2 separate regions of the Pan troglodytes genome follow, and region 1 is linked to region 2. A link is a contact called in public HiChIP or PLAC-seq data. All regions are on one chromosome and are shown on one strand. The core of a region is the stretch at or near the end of the contact, and the rest is flanking DNA. Distances in the headings are between cores, read along the strand shown.

Evidence for each region. HiChIP or PLAC-seq counts read pairs in DNA pulled down with a chosen protein or histone mark.
Region 1: a contact with region 2 is called in an H3K4me3 HiChIP or PLAC-seq map of stem cell-derived excitatory neurons, with 7 times the contacts expected there. The contact joins the promoter of CHST10 here to the promoter of PDCL3 in region 2. A contact is called at or near these places in 1 of 7 Hi-C or Micro-C datasets (stem cell-derived neural progenitor cells) and 1 of 1 datasets of contacts at active chromatin or transcription factors (stem cell-derived excitatory neurons).

What each region holds. Positions count from the first base shown.
Region 1 is chr12:22,515,877-22,521,246 of NHGRI_mPanTro3-v2.0_pri, forward strand. It overlaps CHST10 (carbohydrate sulfotransferase 10), which reads left to right and starts at 2,614. Exons shown (of 7, transcript XM_016949112.4): 1 at 2,614-2,929; 2 at 5,210-5,280.
Region 2 is chr12:22,371,874-22,378,090 of NHGRI_mPanTro3-v2.0_pri, forward strand. It overlaps PDCL3 (phosducin like 3), which reads right to left and starts at 1,835. Exons shown (of 6, transcript XM_525834.7): 1 at 1,563-1,835. The coding sequence starts at 1,568.

The sequences.
Region 1 (5,370 bases), core at 1,364-3,863, 140 kb after region 2:
GCAGACAACAAACACTATCATTTGTTTTTCTTGAAGTGACAGGCTCATGTCATTCATTTTGGAGGAAATGTCTGCCAAATGCCCAAATCTGAGTAACTGCAGTTTGTCTGTCAGTTCTGCTTTCAAGTAAAACTGGCGTTCCATAAAAAAGAGCTGCAGCTTGTGCATCGCAGGCCATTGCACAAGGGCACGGCCTTCAGCAACCATCATCCTTGGGATGCAGCAGGATTGTTTCTGTGCATTTCCCACCCTGTCATGAGGCACATGACTGCTTCACGGGGGACATTCTTCAGTGACACTTTGTGTTTGTTTTTACTGCAAGTGCATGGTGGTGAAGGATGCAGTTACTACTGATTTGGTGTTGTCCCACTGCTGGGATTTGTGCTTACTTGTGCACAATCAGAGCAAATGTCTACATTGTAAAGAGGACAAATAATGTCCCAGTTCAACTATGAAAACAGTTTTGTCATTGCAGATCCTCTAAAAGGATCTTGGAGACTCCTAAAGATCCACTTTTTGGAGATCACTCTTTGCGAACTGCTATTTTAGAAACAATCCTCCTGCTACAAAGACTAAATATTTGGCTCACACGTGTAATCCCAGCACTTTGGGAGGCTGAGGCGGGTGGATAACTTGAGGTCAGGAGTTTGAGACCAGCCTGGCTAACATGGTGAAACCCCGTCTCTACTAAAAATACAAAAATTAGCCGGGTGTGGTGGCACGCACCTGTAATTCCAGCTACTTGAGAGACTGAGACAGGAGAATCACTTGAACCCAGGAGGCAGAGGTTGCAGTGAGCTGGGATGGCACCACTGCACTCCAACCTGGGCGACAGAGCGAGATTCCATCTCAAAAAAAAAAAAAAAAAAGACTAAATACTAATATTTTCCTAGACGTTCATTTATAGGAAAAAAAGAGAAACTATTTTGAAAAACTCCAAAAAAAAAAACCCAAAAAACCTCAGTCACCTTAGTTGTCAATGTGTAAGCCTCTAAAACAAACTCCATCTTTTAAAGTTTTGAACAGTATCTTGGGAATGCAGTAATAACAGTGACAATAGTGTGTGTTTGTTGCAGTGTTTACTACTGCGGGATGACTGTGCTTTGTATTTTAAATGCATCCTCTACAATATTCTTTAGTACCACACATTTTTTTTTTTTTGAAGGAGTTTCACTCTTGTTGCCCAGGCTGGAGTGCAGTGGCGAGATCTCGACTCACCGCAACCTCCGCCTCCTGGGTTCAAGCAATTCTCCTGCCTCAGTCTCCCGAGCAGCTGGGATTACAGGCACGTGCCCCCACTCCCGGCTAATTTTTTTTGTAGTTTTATTAGAGACAGGGTTTCTCCATGTTGGTCATGCTGGTCTCGAACTCCCGACCTCAGGTGATCCACCTACCTCCGCCTCTCAAAATGTTGGGATTACAGGCGTGAGCCACCACGCCCGGCCTAGTACCACATTCTGTAGATGAGAAGACTGGGACACAGAGAGATGAGAGTGTGACAAGGTCACAGTCAGATGCGGTGACTAAGGCTCTGAATCCACGTGGTCTGATTCCCAGAGCCTTGATCCTTAAATCCTGCATAATATGCTGCATCACATCCAAGCTTCACATTTACTTACTTCTTTTCTGCCGTGCACGTGCATCGATTCAAATCCTCAAAGGGAAACCCAATGTCTCATCTCAACCACAGGGCCCCAAAAAAGGGCTCAGTAAACGTCTTCTGCATGAGGGACAGAACCTTTAAACCATGATTAGTAATGGGGCTAGAAGTGAAATACTCAAACAGCCAGCTCCCTCAATATTATTAACTCATTAAGGAGGGAACCAATAAAAAAGAAAAAAAAACAAAAACAAAAACGCTTGTTCCTTGAAAGCTTTGATGAAAATTGTGTGTGTGTGTGTGTGTGTATACATACACGTATCTATTTTACTTGTTTGCTAAATAGACACAGATATAGTCGGGTAGTTAACAAACACGTAGGTTGTATAAAAATAAAACTAGTTTATCTTCTTTGGGGCAATAAAATCCCAATACCTTTGAGGTTGACTCAGGCCTTATCCATTTCTGCAGGTGAAGAAGTTACAACTCTTCAGGTCTGTAAACTGGTCAGGCCGTTATCATTGTCCTTCGTTAATCAACTGTACCTAGACAACAGTTACATCCCCAACCCGGACAGCCAAGGGGGCTCTTTAAAGAATAGAACGTCCCCCTTTTACTAAGTAGGCTTATTAGAAAATGCTAGAAGTTACCCTTAACGCAAGCAAGTGGCCTTTTTCCAAGTTGGGGATTTAAGAAATTTACTTATCTATTTTTTGTATTTTTCCAAGGTGGTTTTGTGTGTGTGCGTGACTTTGTTGTTGTTTTGGTTTGGTTTTTTGCCTTTTTCCAAGTTTGGGATTTTTTTTCTTTCTCAAAAAGCAAACCTGTTTTCTGGATGGAGGCCCAGCGGGACTTGTTCCGGCCGCAGGTCTCGGTCAGAAAGAACGCTTTTGCAGCGGCAGAAAGGGAGGCTCGGGATCCGGGCCTGGGGTCCCGCGGCCGCGCCCCTCCCCACTCCCCGCGGCCCGCTGGAACGCGCACGGCCGGGGACGGCGGCGGGGACGCGCGCGGGCAGGCGGCGCGCACGGCCGGATAGGCGCGAGGGGGCCGCGTGGGGCGGTGGCGGCGTCCTGGCCCCCAAAGCCGGTCTCGCGCGCCAGGCGTCTTCCTTACTTCCGCTGCCGCCGCCGCCACATCCCGGGACCCGACGGGCCGCGGCGCGGAGGCCGCCGGCGGCGGCGCGGAGGCCTCGGGGCAAGGTGGGGCGGGCCTCCCGCGCTCCCAGGACCCCGCGCGCTTCGCCCACAGGCCCGGCGAAGCCCGACCCGCGCGGCGCCCCCAGGGCCAGGGGAGGAGCCTAAGGACCCGGACGAGCGCCGCTCCAGTAGGGTGAGCTCGGGGACGCGCAGGCGGGGGGGTTTCAGCGCCTGGGCCCCTCTCCCCGCCGCGGGGCGCACGGAAAAACCGGAGAACCCGCGGGTTTTGTCCTGGCGAGCCACATCCCGGTGTGTTTTGGCGACTTGAAGACCTCCCTAGTTCGCGGGAGTAGCGGGAAGAGCCTTCCTCGCGTTAATTATGCAATAAGAAGGCGTCCTTGTGCGGGATGCTGTGACCCGCGGAATTATTGATATTGTGCGAGCCTACAATTTACTTCTTTCATCCTTGGCTGAGAATTTGCGTTTGTAATTGTAGATGGAGAGAGGAAGAAAGGGTTCCGCTTGGGTCCAAGGAGCATGCAGAGGAAGGCAGGGAAGAAGGAGCATGTGCAGCTTCGGTGCGAGGGGAGTCAGGGGTGGGAATGCACGTTCCCTGCCTGAGGGGCCCCGGGGTGCCCTGAGCCTCTGATCTTCGCTGTCAGGAGGCCTGTCCGAAGTTGGAGGTTGAGGCATGCAGTTCTGCACTTCTGGCTGGGAAGGTGAACCAGGTTTTCCAAAATGTCATTTTTGCTTTCCAAGTCTGCAAGGCAGGAAAGGGCTGGGCAGTGAATGGAAAGTAGTGCAGCCAGGTTCTGGTTAGCTCAGCGGCAGGACTGTCATAACGGTGGGTTTTTTTTGTTGTTGTTGTTGTTTTGTCTGAAAACCAGAGTCTGGGGCTTTGGGCCATGAGGAGTTGGGTTATTGCATTGCTTAGAGTGCCAGAGTGAGAAATGTCTCAGACGCTGTTAAAATTAGGCAGCTCAGTTTAGCTCTGGCTCTCTGATCACCAACCACCTCCTCCTTCACTCTTTTCAGTGACTGGGTTAAAAAGAAAAGACACAAAGAGAGAAGTGGTCTTTCCCCTTCCCTCCCCATTACAATTAAGAGCTTAGTCCATCTTGGCTCAGAATTGGAATTCAGAATTCAGAATTGCTCTTGACCCTGAAGAATAGAATCTCAAAGAAATACCTGAGCAGAAAATTCTTTCCTTCGCTGAAATGAAAATTGGAGTGTTTGCAAAACTGAACAAAGAAAGGAAAGAATTTGTAAACATCACAGGCAACTTGCAGTTATGTTCGGATCATCTTTCAGTGTTTGAGGAGTTCATACAATAAAAAGGTGAGAGAGAGCCAGGAATAGAAACAGGGGAGAGAGGTGGTTGCAGGACCTTAGAGATTGCAGAAACCCAGGAGTTCATTTTCTTTTCATACACGTCTGGATAACCTGGATGTGAGGACCATCAAATGCTGTACATGATGTTTCTGACAATGATGGACCACATATACAACAGTGGTCCCATAAGACTATACTACCTTATTTTTACTCTACCTTTTCTAATTTTAGATACACAAATACTTACCATTGTATTACAGATGCTTACAGTATTCAGTACAGTAACAGCAGTACAAGTTAGTAGCCCGGGAGCAATAGATGATTCCATATAGCCTAGGTGTGTGGTCAGCTGTACCATATAGCCTAGGTGTGTGGTCAGCTGTACCATATAGCCTAGGTGTGTGGTTAGCTGTACTATCTAGGTTTGTGGAAGAACGCTCTGATGTTTGCAGAAGAACATCGCCTAACGATACATTTCTCAGAAGGTATCCCTATTGTTAAGTGATGAATGACTGTATATAAAGCTTAATCTTTCAATCAACATAATAGGAAATTGCTTTTAATTTTAGCATTGAGTTCTTAGAGTAAAGGGAGGCAGAGAGAGACCGTGCTGCATGTGTCCCAGTCAGCTTGGGCTTTATGGTATGTTAAGTGAGTTGTATGTTTATTTTGGTAGATCTCCTAAATCCATGATCTAATTCCATGACTTTGGCTTGTTTCTGGTTATTTATGATATGGCATTTGGCTAAAATTTTCCAGGTGCTAAAGGTGTAAGGAGTACAAAAATCCAGAGAACATTTTGCATTGGAAGAATTGATCATCTTGTATAGGAATCCTATACCTATTTCAAACATATGAAACAGGCATAATTGGATTTGATTATTTTTGCTACAAAAAATGTTTCATTTTTCACACTAAGTTACATGGAAGAGTCTTTTAAACAGCTAGTGGTTTTGGTACATTTAGAATATTCATTTACCAAGAAATCCAAATATAACCTGTCTTTGTAAGAGACCCATTCTGCCAAATATATTTGAATCATCAAAATGGTTAACTATTTCCTTCCTAAGTATAAACCAAGTTGTATTAAGTTGATCTTGTAACTTTTAATAATGCTTTTTTTTTTAATTTTCCTATCCAGTGACAAGAGGAACCAAGAACCTCAGTTCAGGGGAAACACAGCAAGGAAATGTGAGCCCCAGGCTGCAGAAGGTACGTGAAGGAGAATGTGAGCTCATCAGTTATTTGAGCATGCCATTCAGTATTGTTCCTGTCTTTTTTCTTGCCTGTGCAGATTTTAAA
Region 2 (6,217 bases), core at 585-3,084:
TGTGATGGGAGTCTGGGGGCTTAAAAATAATCTTCCAGGCTGGGCACGGTGGCTCACGCCTGTAATCCCAGCACTTTGGGAGGCCGAGGTGGGTGGATCACAAGGTCAGGAGATCGAGAGCATCCTGGCTAACATGATGAAACCCCGTCTTTACTAAAAACACAAAAAATTAGCCGGGCGTGGTGGCGGGCACCTGTAGTCCCAGCTACTCGGGAGGCTGAGGCAGGAGAATGGCGTGAACCCGGGAGGCGGAGCTTGCAGTGAGCCGAGGTCGCGCCACTGCACTCCAGCCTGGGCGACAGAGCAAGACTCTGTCTCAAAAAGAAACAAACAAACAAACAAAAAGAGCAGAATCCTTTCTACAGGGTGGTCAGGGAAGGCCTCAAGGGACCTGAAGGACAGGGAATGCAAAGGAGGCCAGGGCAGCCCTCAAGCTACCACTTCACCATTTAAGAGTGTCTAGGCCAAGTGCGGTGGCTCATCCTGTAATCCCAACACTTTGGGAGGCTGAGGCTGGGCAACATAGGGAGACCCCATCTGCACAAAAAATTAGCCCAGAGTGGTGGGTGCACGCCTGTGGTCCCAGCTACTCTGGAGGCTGACAAGGGAGGATGGCTTAGCCCCGGGAGGTCGAGGTTGCAGTGAGCTGTGACAGAGCCACTGCACTCCAACCTGGGCAACAGAGTAAGACCCGGTCTCAAAAAAAAAAAAAAAAAAAAGTGTCTGGCTCCTGGCAGACACGCCCTCCCCTCCAGCCCCTAATGCCTCCCTGCCCAGCAAAACCCGCACCCTCTCCTCTCCATCTGCCACTAAGCAGAGATTAGAATTTCTGACCACTGCGGGATCTTTGGACAGTGACAAAATTTAGTTGGCATAGGTTTTTGCCCACAATAGTGCCCATTTCCATGGTGTTTTCATTCATTCTCCTTAGGCTTTAACCAAATTCCGCTAGTAAATTGCAGCTACAGAAAAATAATTTATTTTACCTATTTTAATTAAAAAAAAAAAAAAAAAGGACGAAACAGAGGGACCCTCGCGGGGAGCTCTGGAACCCGAGCGGTCAGATAGGGAACACGCCCCAACTGGACCCCAGGGTCGGGGGAAGAGGGTGTAACTAAGCCCTCACCTGGCTCTCAGTGGAGCCAGGAACACCGGCTGTGCCGCTGCTTTACGTGCGGAACACCCCAGGCCGGACCCTCCGCTTCCTAACACCTCTGCCCAGGTGTGCCTTAGGGGAGTTCAGGAGAGGAGGTAACTTTTGTTAGGCGGGATCTGGCAAGACCTTCACAGGCCCGGGTGGGTAGAGACCGCGAGGAGACATAGTCCCGGAGGACTAGGTTTGGGGGACCCGGCACACCGAGGCGGGGACGCCCAGGCCGTGGGTCCTGGTGGGACCACGCCCGCCCTCCCGCACTGCGCCTGCGCAGGGCCTGGAACGCCGGGCCTCCCTCGTGCCTGCGGCGCCGGAGCTTCCCACAGGGCGGGCGTCCACCGCCGGCCCGGGCCCAACGAGACAAACGAACGGGCCGCAGCCCCCAGACCCGAGACCCGTCCTAGCTCACCTGCATCTTGTTTCCAGTTCAGTTGCTCAAACCAGCTGTGCCGCGGCGCCCCCGCCCCTCAGCTCCCTTTTGTGCACGCGCACAGCGCCGCCACGCCTCTTCCCCCAGCCCAGCCTTCGCCCCGCCCAGGGACGAGCGGCGGGGAGTAAGGGCGGAAGCAACAGCCTTGAGTCTGCGCCGGCTCTTCAAGGAACCGGCACAGAAGCTGTTCGCATGCGCGAGAGAGGATCTGCCCACTGTCCTGCTCGGAGTGCACTTGACCTGGTTCTAATTGTGGTCGCTGCCTTATTAGGGCTGGTCTTCAGCGGAGGAGGGGTGGGGCTGGGTGGAGGAGGAACCCGGGGCCGTGTGCCTTTTCCAGCTGCCGGCCCAAACCTGTAAAGACGTCTCGCTCTGACTAGCCTAACAAGTCAGAAATAGAAAATTGCCTCTAGGCCGGGCGCGGTGACACACGCCTGTGATCCCAGGCCGAGGCGGGCGGATCACTTGAGGTCAGGAGTTCGAGATCAGCCTGGCCAACATGGTGAAACCCCGTCTCTACTAAAAATACAAAAAAATTAGCCGGGCGTAGTGGCGGTTGCCTGTAATACCAGCTACTCTGGAGGCTGAGGCAGGAGAATTGCTTGAACGAGGGAGGCGGAGCTTGCAGTGAGCTGAGATCTCTCCACTGCACTCCAGCCTGGGTTACAGAGCGAGACTCCGTCTTAAATAAATAAATAAATAATGATGCAGGGTCTTCTGGAATTCACCCACGATCACTTCAGCCTTGGAAAAGGCAACTCATTAATAAGACATTGAGAGCCTGCTGTGTACCAGGCACCATTCTAGGCTCTGCAGATGCAGCAGTGAGCAAAACACTAAAACAAAGGTGAAAGTCATCTGCCGTGCCTGAGTATCAGGAGACCCATGTATGCAGGCACACAGGCACTGAGCAAAAAGCAGCAATCTGACTTGTAAAATGCAGGTATTGGGCTCCAGAGCTTCTGCCCAGGCACACTCCGAGTTTAAGAGAGCAATATTCCTACCTGGTATGGAAGGAAGCATCTTGCACACGTGGGCTAAGTTGCTGCCTCCTGGCAACTAAGCGGACACAGAGAGTAGAGACCCACACACCTGTGAGATAGGCGCAGGGCTTCCAACCGTGGCTATGCATTAGAATCACCTGGAAGCCCTCAAAAACTACGAATGTCCTGGGGCTCCATCCCCAGACAAATTAAATCCTTGGAAATGAGGCCTAGCACAGATACTTTCTTAAAGATCCTCAGGTGATGCTAAGGTGCACAATCGTTGATATAGAGTGAATCAAATGATTGCTTGAGAGCAAGGAGTTTTTATTTAATTTATAAGGATCCTTAAGATTTTTCTAACTCATTTCAACTGAATTACAGGCCCTTTTAGGGATTTATTAATGTATCTGGCAGCACCATGTTTGTTAATGAATTCTCCTTGGGTCTTACCACCAAAATCAGGACTGGGACTAACTTTGAGTTTGATCCTGTGCTTCTTGCTCAGTCCTGCACAGCAACAGAGCAGGTGGTGTTTTGTCCTTTCCTCATCCCCAGCCTTTGCTGTTCCCTGAGGCCTGTTTTCCAGGACTCAGCTATTCTACAGTTGCTCTTCCCCACATGATCCGGTCAGAGGCATTCTAACCAAAGCCAATCCATCTTGAATAGGGGATGGGGAAAAGGAGGCTGAGACCTACTGGGTTGTATTCCCAGAAGGTTACGCATGCTTAGTCACAGAATATTTACCAAACAGACCTAAGACTTAACAGACCCAGGAAATGTCCTGGTGTCCTGAAAGCTTTCTTTTTTCTTTCTTTTTTTTGAGATGGAGTTTCACTCTTGTTGCCCAAGCTGGAGTGCAATGGTGTGATCTCGGCTCACTACAATTTCCACCTCCTGGGTTCAAGCGAGTCTCCTGCCTCAGCCTCCCAAATAGCTGGGATTACAGGTGCGCGCCACCACGCCTGGCTAATTTTTTTTTTTTTTTTTTGTATTTGTAGTAGAGACGGGGTTTCACTGTGTTCGCCAGGCTGGTCTCGAACTCCTGACCTCAAGTGATCCACCTGCCTTGGCCTCCCAAAGTGCTGGGATTAAAGGTGTGAGCCACCGCACCTGGCCTTGTTTTGTTTTTTTGAGAGAGTCTCTCTTTGTTCCCCACCCTGGAGTGCAATGGCAAGATCTCAGCTCACTGCAGCCTCCACCTCCTGGGTTCAAGTGATTCTCCTGCCTCAGCCTCCCAAGTACGTGGGATTACAGGCATGCACCACCACGCTGGGCTAAGTTTTGTATTTTTAGTAGAGACAGGGTTTCGCCATTTTGGTCAGGCTGGTCTCGAACTCCTGAGCTCCTCATCCCAAAGTGCTGGGATTACAGGCGTGAGCCAGAGTGCTGGGATTACAGGTGTGAGCTACCACGCCCAGCCAAGAACAAAAGCATTCTTAAAGTTTTGTTTTAACAATAATATAGATTATTGGGAAAGACAGTAGTTATGAAACCTGGCCCAATAGTCCCACAGACAGTTGCTTTTGGATAAACATAGACATTGACCCTTCTGCTGTTAAAGCTTGAAACTTGTATCTGTTTAATCTGAGTTTCTTCCTCAGGAAAGGACCTTCAGGCCTCTCAGAAAAAGTATCAAAGAACTGAAACTCAACAGATCACCTCACCAGATGCATCCTTGCCCTTCCCTCTTCTTGTTTTCTTACACAATGTTACATTTCTTCCCTGCTATATAAACCCCTAGTTTTAGTCAGTCGGGGAGATGGATTTGAGACTGATCTCCTGTCTTGTCTCCTTGTCTCCTCGGCTGCAGCACCCAATTAAAGGCTTCTCAGTTGGGAATACTTGTCATCCCAGTGATTGGCTTTTTTTTTTTTTTTTTTTTTTTTTTTTTTCCCGAGACAGAGTCTCGCTCTGTCGCCCAGGCTGGAGTGCAGTGGCACAATCTCGGCTCACTGCAAGCTCCGCCTCCCGGGTTCGAGTGATTCTCCTGCCTCAGCCTCCCGAGAAGCTGGGACTACAGGCGCCTGCCACCACGCCCGGCTAATTTTTTGTATTTTTAGTAGAGGCGGGGTTTCACTGTGTTAGCCAGGATGGTCTCGATCTCCTGACCTCATGATCCAGCCGCCTCTGCCTCCCAAAGTGCTGGGATTACAGGCGTGAGCCACTGCGCCCGGCCCAGTGATTGGCTTTCGTTGTGGCCGGCAGCAGGACCTAGACCTAACCCCTGGTGTTTTGGTAACAGTTACACAAAGTCCTTTGTCACAAGCCTTGGTAGTAGAGCAAGTGTGCCCATGATTTTCGCTTTGTTGTACCTACACAAGCATTGTACCTAAGGTGGATGAGTTCCTCCTCTCGCTTTCTGGAATGCCCTACTCTGTCCATGGAGCAGCCATTCTTTCATTCCCTTACTTTCTTAATAAGCTTGCTTTCACTTTACTCTGTGGACTTGTCCCAAATTCTTTCTTGCCAGAGATCCAAGAACCTTCTGGGGTCTGGATTGGGACCCTCTTTCTGCTAACGATACCTCTCCAGGGATTAACAGACAAAATGCCCATACCCTACTGCCCTATCAGCAGTTTGAAAGGTGTCCCTCTTACTTTTTTTTTTTGTTTTGAGGCAGAGTCTTGCTCTGTCACCCAGGCTGGAGTGCAGTGGCGTGATCTCGGCTCACTGCAAGCTCCACCTCCTGGTTCACGCCTTTCTCCTGCCTCAGCCTCCCGAGTAGCTGGGACTACAGGTGCCTGCCACCACACTCGGCTAATTTTTTGTATTTTTAGTAGAGACGGGGTTTCACTGTGTTAGCCAGGATGGTCTTGATTTCTTGACCTCGTGATCTGCCAGCCTCAGCCTCCCAAAGTGCTGGGATTACAGGCGTGAGCCACCACGCCCAGCCCCATCCCTCTTGCTTTTGTCAAAATTATTCTTTTGTTATTCTTTCCACCTGTGCTCCAGATCCTCTCACCTCCCTCAGGGACTTCTTTCATCTTTCCATCCTTCTTGGCTGTGGAGAAAATAATTACAGCTTATGAGAAAAGATCAGAGATATACGAATTAGAAAAAATAAACTATTTCTATTTGTGGATGATATAGCATACTGGAAAACTCAGCGGAACCGAGTCTTAAATTCATACTAACAATATGATAATTCAGTATAGGAGCAGGATATAAAATTAACACAAAAATAGTCTTCATCCGTGTTTACAATAACAAACTACAAGACAAAATGGACTCCAATTACAATAACAACAGAAAAGAAAAAGCTCTTGGAAACAAAGAAGTAGGCAAAACCTGCATGAGTTAAATTTAAAAACTTTTCTGAAGATACAAAAGTAGACTAGAACAAATGGACAAACATCCTTTATTTTTGGATAGTATGACTCAACATCATAGAGATATCAATTTTTTCCAAGTCAATATGTAAAACTTAACACGATGTCAAAAATCCAACAAATTATTTTTTGAGGCTAGGCAGCTTGACTCCAAAATTTTTATCAAGAATAGCACAAGGCAGGAGGGAGAGCTAGCCCTACTAAACCTTAAAACAATGTGGTGTTAGTACATAAATAGACAAAGAGATCAAGAGAGCAGCACGGCAAGTTCAGAACAAGCCCAGAAATAGAGCCCAGTACATATAAACATTAGTGTATG